Linked DNA regions of Mus musculus: region 1 is linked to region 2. A link is a contact called in public Hi-C data. All regions are on one chromosome and are shown on one strand. The core of a region is the stretch at or near the end of the contact, and the rest is flanking DNA. Distances in the headings are between cores, read along the strand shown.

Region 1 (4,070 bases), core at 192-2,691, 460 kb after region 2:
GCAGAGAAAAGATGATATGTCCTTTGAATTTACAGGGTCCATGTTTGCTCTGCCAAAGCAGACTGGCAGGAACGAAGGCTAATGCAGTAGTCCAGGTGTCCAGTCCTTCCAGAGTCCCTTAAATATGGTTGCCAGAATCACCATGTCCAGCTTGACACAATCAAATCAGTGACTCCCCCCCACCCCCCATAGTGCAAATCTCCCTGTAACACTGTTTGTTGCTCAGATCCTTCTTCAACAGCAAACCTAGGTGCTGGAGCTAGCCCTCCCTCCACTCTGAGATGTATTTATGGCTCTACTGGTATCAAACTGTTGAGAGTTCCTTTGAGTACATGCTTTCCAGACTTCTGTGTGCTGACCTCTCTCAGAGTGAACATCCTTCCCACTTCATCTGGCTTACTAAAACCTTTGCCTTAGAGCGCTAACACCCCAAAAGTGATCTCTGGCACTCCAGTCTGAGCCACCGGTCACTGCTTGCAGGTATCACAACGGGTTCCTTCCTCAGAGTGTGTTATATGTCACAAGCTGTCCTATGTGCCCTTCTCCCTCCTGATTGTCTATTACTTTTGCCCCCAGGCTTCCTTCTCCAACAATATGGGAACCTACAGGAACATACCACACTCATCTAGGTGTTCCCTCTACCTAGAACTCTTCTCCCATCCTAAATGCATATGCTAACATTTTGTTATTATTATTATTATCCAGGTCTCTGTGACTTGAGTCCTCTTTAGGGGATTTTCCTATACAGCTTTGGGTAAAGTAACTCCCTAGAGATCCTAACCTTTCCTATCACTTTCTCCTGATATTCACCAATGTTCAAAATATCTCATTTAATTGTTTTTGTCCCCCTCCCACAAGCACGTGGGCTCAGGGGTGGGACATGGACAAAAGTGAACTCTCAATAGCTATTTGTTGACTGACTTTAGGACTATCCCTTCTGACAGCGACAGCACCTCCTTCCTTCCTCTGGACTCCAGAGGCCCCTCCGGTAACCCTACAACCCACCTCTCTACCCGTAGGCTCCACCCATCCACTCCATTGGCCCTGTCTCCTCTACAGTTCCACACCCAACGACAAGTCCCCAAAACCCACGCCTTCATTCTATCAATTCCGCTCTCCAGCCTCGCCCCCAGTCTCCAAGTCACGCCCCAAATTTCAGGTCTGATGCTCTATCCTAGGACAGTTACGGTCTTTTCGTCCACTGGGCGCCCAAGCAGGCTAGCCTCACCTTGACTCGGACCCGTACCACCTCACGCTCCTCCTCCTCAACCGCCGCGGCCGCCTGGGCACCTCCGACGGGCGGGGGCGCTGCCGAGCACGCCGAGTCCGAGGCCGCGGAGGTGGTTGCCATCCCGCCGCTGTCGTCTCTGTCCAGGTGATAACCGATAGTTACCCGTACCCTAACGTACACCCAACAGTGCGGGCGCCCGCGGCCCCACCTTGCACCAGAGCGCAGGCGCAGAGGTGCTGTAGGACCCTGCCCCTCCCACCTGGCTTGGGCTGGAGGTCGCATCTGAGCATGCGCCTAGAGTGCTCTTGCCTGGAACCCCGCCTCCCAGAGTGGAGAATTTTACTTTTTACTGCCTGTGTGTAAGTGCCTGTCCAGGTCCTGCCTGGCCCGGTCCGTGGCGCCGTTGTTTTGGCAGTTTACTTCCGGATTCATGAACCGCCGCGTTAAACGGACGAGCTTGAGAGAGACAAGAGGGAGGCAAGGAGGCCACAGCGTGCTGACATAAACGTTCCAGAACCGGCTTTGAATTGCCACGTGCCTTTGGTGACAGATGATGTCATCGGTTTCAAATACTTCCCTTCGAATTAATATCCTGAAGGGGGAAAATAGTACTCTAAAGATTTTTTTGTTTAGTTTTTTTCCTTTCTTCCTTTCTTCCTTTCTTTCTAAACAGAATCTCACTAATTTCCCAGAGATAATTTGAACTTCAGTTTTTTTTTTAACCTCAGACTTCCAAGAACTTCCAGGTGTGTGCCACCTTCTCCATGCCCACCTCCCAATCTCTTAATTTACACTTATATTCAAGGATAAAGTTTTACACACGTCTAAATCCTTGTTTATACTTCCTTAAGTAATTTACCAAAAAACAAACATTGTATGCTTTCTGAAGGTCCTACTTCTTTCCTAAACTTTTTTTCCAGGTTTTTTTGTTGTTGTTATTTTTTGTGACATTTTCATATAGTTCAGGCTAACCTTCAGACTCTGTCTCAAAAGTGCTGGACCTACATTGTCTTTGTTTTGTTTTGTTTTGTTTTGTTTTTTCGAGACAGGGTTTCTCTGTATAGCCCTGGCTGTCCTGGAACTCACTCTGTAGACCAGGCTGGCCTCGAACTCAGAAATCCACCTGCCTCTGCCTCCCAAGTGCTGGGACTAAAGGCGTGTGCCACCACTGCCCGACCCTACATTGTCTTTGTTTTACTTAATCATTACAGTTTGTTGAGGTCAGCCCTGTTATAAGCTCTATCTGGTTTATCTCATTGATAGAGCATATGTCTAGTATACAGGAGGTCCACAGCACTTCAGTCACAATAAAAATATGTGTTTGTTAAATATGAGTTAGATCGTTGAACACATCTTATGCTTTTTGTTTATTTATTTGCTTATTTGTTTGTTTTTTCAAGACAGGGTTTCTCTATGTAGCACTGGCTGTCCTGGAACTCTGAAGACCAAGTTGGCTTCAAACTCACAGATATCCTACTGTCTCTGTCTCCTGAGTGTGGGGATTAAAGGTGTGTGGCCACCCCAGCCCAGTGTCTTAAGCTCTTTGAGAAAAAAATGAGATAGGTTTTCACTATGAAGTTCTGGCTGACCTGAGACTCTCCATGTAGACTAAGCTGGCCTGGAACTCTCTTCCTCCAGACTGCTAAGATTAAAAATGGACATTACCACAGCCAGCGGGGGAGTTCAAATCTTTTTCTATATTTATTTACTTATTTATTTATTTAATGTATGTGAGTATAGTGTAGCTTCCTTCAGACACACCAGAAGACGGCATCAGATCCCATTACAGATGGTTGTGAGCCACCATGTGGTTGCTGGGAGTTGAACTCAGAATTTCTGGAAGAGCAGTCGGTGCTCTTAACCATTGAGCCATCTCTCCAGCCCTAAAATTTTTATTACATTTTATTGTATGTGTGCATGTGCCACAGCATGCATGTGACAGACAGTCAAAGGACAACTTTCAGAAGTCAGTTTTCTCCTTCCTCCAGGTCAGTACTGTGCATCCAACTCAGGTCACTAGGCAAGGCAACAAACACCTTATACCCATGGAGCCATCTCATAACCCCTGTCTGTCTATCTATCTATCTATCTATCTATCTATCTATCTATCTATCTATCTATCTATCTATCTGAGATGGTCTCAAGTAGCCCATACTGGCCTTGAACTTGCTATTTAGCTGGAGAAAACCCTGAGCTTCTTGCTCCTGAGTGGCAGGATTACAGGCTGTGCCACCATGCCTGGTTTCATGGGTTGCTAGTGTTGGAGATCAGAGCCAGGGCTTTGGGCAGGCCAGCAATGACTCTATCAGTGACTCTGATTTCTATCTCCAGTGGCTTTTCTCAGTCTGGCATATATTTTTAAAATTTTTTTGGCCTGGGTATTATACATTAAAAAATATATCTCGGGGGGCTGGTGAGATGGCTCAGTGGCACCCGACTGCTCTTCCGAAGGTTCGGAGTTCAAATCCCAGCAACCACATGGTGGCTCACAACCATCTGTAACAAGATCTGACGCCCTCTTCTGGAGTGTCTGAAGACAGCTACAGTGTACTTACATATAATAAATAAATAAATCTTTAAAAAATATATATATATCTCATTCTTTGGAAGCTATAAATAACAGGGATTTTTCTTTGAAAGCCAGCTAGGGTTATTAGTATGTCTTTCCTGTTCCACATGTACTACTTGATGTTTTCTGCTGGGAAAGAGTTGGACGGTCTGCTTCTCATATCAGTTATATTGAGTGCAATAACCAACCCATTAGCATTGACGGCATTTGTGCACCCTTTGGACAGAGTAAGATGTCTTTGTCTTGGGCATAGACACAAAGATACTGGAA
Region 2 (3,550 bases), core at 539-3,038:
AGCACAGGAACTAATCCAAACATCAAGAGATGGGACTGCATGAAAATAAACACTTCCTGTCCAGCAAAGGAACGGTAGGCAGAGCAAAGAGCCTCCAGAAGAAACTTTGCTAGCTATACCTCAGACAAGTGGTGATATCAAGAATTTGCAAAGAATTGCAGAAATTAAATAACAAGGAAACAAGCCTGCTGGTCGTCACATGAGACAGGGAACAAAACAGACAACTTAAAAAATACAAATGGATCAGGCAGTGGTGGCGCATGACTTTAATCCCAGCACTCCTGACGCAGAGGCAGGCAGATCTCTGAATTTGAGGTCTACACAGAGAAACCCTGTCTCAAAAAAAAAAATCAATAACAACTTTGAAAGTGTTCAGTATCCCTGGCCATTAGGAAAATGCAAATAAAAACTACTTTGAGGTAACACCCAACCCCAGTCAGAATAGCTATCAATAAATATGACAATGTTACAAAGAATGTTAGTGGTGGTACAAATTAATAGAGCCATTGTTTGGAGTCTTCTCAAAGAATTAAAAATAGAACTGCTATATGACCCAGCTATCTTCCTCCTAGGTAACTAGTCTGTCATAGCCTATCATAACTCCATACCCTATCAGAGAGATATTGACACCCCATGTTTATTGTTGCTTTAATCATTATAGCAAAGAATCACACACACACATGCACACCAACTTTTCATTAGCTTCATACAAAAAAATGAAATGTTATTCAGTTCTAACAAGAAGTTAAAAATTTTGCAGGAAAATAGATGGTCTTGGACTGTGTTAAGCAAGGTCTCACAATTTCAGGAAAAAAAATGCATGTTTTCTCCTATTTGGGATCTGTGAACATATTTGGATACAGTATAAAAAGAAAAAGAACAAGAAAGCCAAAGTATAAGACAATGAGGAAAGACTGTATGCAGGTAATGGACATGAGTTATGGGTGAAGATATAAAGGGAATTGTTTTTTTATTTGACATCTTGTAGGTGTTTTTCATGTGTTTACATCTGTGCACCTGTGAGTGCCTGAGGCCTGTGGAACTAGAGTTAAACACAGTTGTGAGCCACCATTTGGGTGCTGAGAATTAAACCCGGTCCTTTGGAAGAGCAGCCAGTGATCTTAACAGCTGGGCCATCTCTTTAGAGCTTATTGTTATTATTTTTGTTATTCTTTATTCTTTTTCTTTGGGGTGAGGCAGGGAGGATGTGAAGACAGGATTTCACTAAGTTCCTGTCCCGGAACTCGGCATGTAGACCAGGATGTTCCCAAACTCACAGACTTCTGCCTGCCTCTGCTTCCCGAGTGCTTGGATCAAAAAGGTGGGCTCCCGATTATTATTCTTATAAAATATCAGAGTAATGTTCAGTACTCCCCAAGCCCCTCCCCACCCTCCTCGGCCTCTCCTGTAATCTCAGTGCTCAGCGGTTAGGCAGGAGGATCTCCTGGAGTTTTAGACCATTGTGGCCAGCACGGTACGTTCGAGGCCAGCTTGGACATACATAGTATGCGACATTGTCTCGAAAATAAAAACCAGGTCGCCCCAGCAAGTCTTCCCTCACAAATGCTGTGGTCTCAGGACTGAATCCACCCTGAGAATTGGTGTTCCGGGAAGTAACCAATCCCAGGCCTGCGATGCTAGCGTGGCCCAAACCACTGCGTGTGGCCTGGGGGGCGCCCACGTCGCGACCCCTGCAACCCGGCGCATGCGCGGCCGCCCGGACGGAACCACACGGCTGCACGGCGAGGGGGGGAATCGGGAGCGGAGCCCGCCGCCCGCGCTCCCGCGCGCCACTGCGGAGGGCGGCCATCTTGGGACGTTCCACTTGCTGAAGGGGGCAGAGTGAGGAAGCGGCGCCTGGCCACGAACGGCCACCAGTCCGCTCGCCCTAGAACCCCGTCATGGTATGTCTTCTGCGTGGTGACTCTGGCGGATGGTAAGATCGAGTCAGCGGAAGGCCTCTATGCCACCCACCACGTTCACCCGCTTTCCTCTAACCCCCTAATCCTTCCTTTTGGAACCGGCTCCCAAGGCACTCGCGCAGGCCATTGGTTCGGAAGCTGCCCTGATGAGCTCTGATTGGCCCTCTTCCGGATGGAGGCGGGTCTTCCTTTCTGAGGTTGTGGCCCTGGGAATAACGTGGCTCCGCCTCCACAGTCAGGTTCCTGCTGACTGCCTTGGAGCATGCGCAGCGATTGTAGCCTGTGAACTGGGCATCGGGCGTGGGTAAAGGGTTCAAATACCACGTCAGTCTGTAAAATTAGTCGTGGGTAAAACGTCAGCGGAGGGTACTTGTTTACTGTCGAAGCTCTTATCATAACTTTTCTGAGGTAGCAGATTAAAAGTTATCAATCCTATTGTGCACATGGTTGAGCACACCTTTAATCCCATCACTACAGAGGCAGAGACAAGCTGATTTTTTAATTTGGGGTCATCCTAGTCTACATAGATCCAAGCCAAACGGGTGCACGGTGTTGGAAACAAGCAATAAATAATCTTGGCTTTGCATAAAGGGGCACTCAAATGGAAAGCAAAGTAGCTGGGCATAGTAATTCTTGGGAGCTCGAATGGAGGAAGGGCCGGTGTGGGCAGGGGCAGCCGTAAAAGACTGCTTGAACGCAAACCTGGGACAACATGACTACTTTCATTTGTCCCTAGTATAAGTGTTGACTGCATTTTATCCCAATGGTGTGAACTTGACTTCCTAATCTGACACAATTGGCTAACCAAAGCTAAGGGGAATAGAAAAATCTCAGAATTCAAGTCCTTGCCAGACTAACTACTTTTTATTTTATTTTATTTATTGATTTATTTATTTATTTTGGTTTTTCGAGACAGGGTTTCTCTTTATAGCCCTGGCTGTCCTGGAACTCACTTTGTAGACCAGGCTGGCCTCAAACTCAGAAATCCGCCTGCTTCTGCCTCCCGAGTGCTGGGATTAAAGGCGTGCGCCACCATGTCCGGCTGAGACTACTTTTGATTTAAAAAAAAAAAATCCTCACTATTCTCCCCATTTATTATGCTTCTTTTTCAAACGTAGCAAGCATATGTTGGCCATTTGATATCTCTTACTGTTATAAGTGATGACTTACACGCCTTAAAACACTGGTTCTCGACCTTCGTCGTGCTGTGACTCTTTAATGCAGCTACTCCTGTTGTGGTGACCCCCAAACATAAAATTATTTCGCTGCTACTTCATAACTAATTTTACTACTGTTATAAATTGTAAAGCAAATATCTGTTTTCCGGTTGACTTAGTTGGGATCCAGTTGTGGGTTGTGACCCAAATGTTGAGAAACCCTGGCTTAAAGTCGGTATGCCTCCCAAAGGGGAGTCTTTTGATCAAGCAACTGAGCTGGCCCAGCTAGAATGTGAGCTTTACACTCTCTCCAGAAATTCTGTTACTTGCCTAGGAAGAAGTTTTTACAAGCCTTTACTGCTATTTACGATTCTCCCCTCTGGAAAGGTCACTGCAGAAATGTTTAGGAGCCAAATTAGAGGTCAGATTGCCCAAAACACATTGGCATGTCTAGTCTTGGGCAAGGAAGAA

The links. Hi-C and Micro-C count contacts between places; a contact is called where the count stands out from the background.
Region 1: a contact with region 2 is called in a Hi-C map of B cells, with 7 read pairs. The contact joins the promoter of Tbc1d25 here to the enhancer-like site in region 2. A contact is called at or near these places in 1 of 484 Hi-C or Micro-C datasets (B cells) and 1 of 9 other capture datasets (liver).

The regions. Positions count from the first base shown.
Region 1 is chrX:8,174,483-8,178,552 of GRCm38.p6, forward strand. It overlaps Tbc1d25 (TBC1 domain family, member 25), which reads right to left and starts at 1,442. Exons shown (of 6, transcript NM_172478.4): 1 at 1,229-1,442. The coding sequence starts at 1,351.
Region 2 is chrX:7,712,538-7,716,087 of GRCm38.p6, forward strand. No RefSeq gene overlaps it. Among named protein-coding and RNA genes, the nearest start is that of Wdr45, 7.9 kb to the right of the region's middle. Within about 2 kb of position 1,789, at least 373 of the 459 cell types and tissues checked have an H3K27ac peak or open chromatin away from gene starts, as enhancers often do. A contact at or near this core is called in B cells and liver, where this site is marked.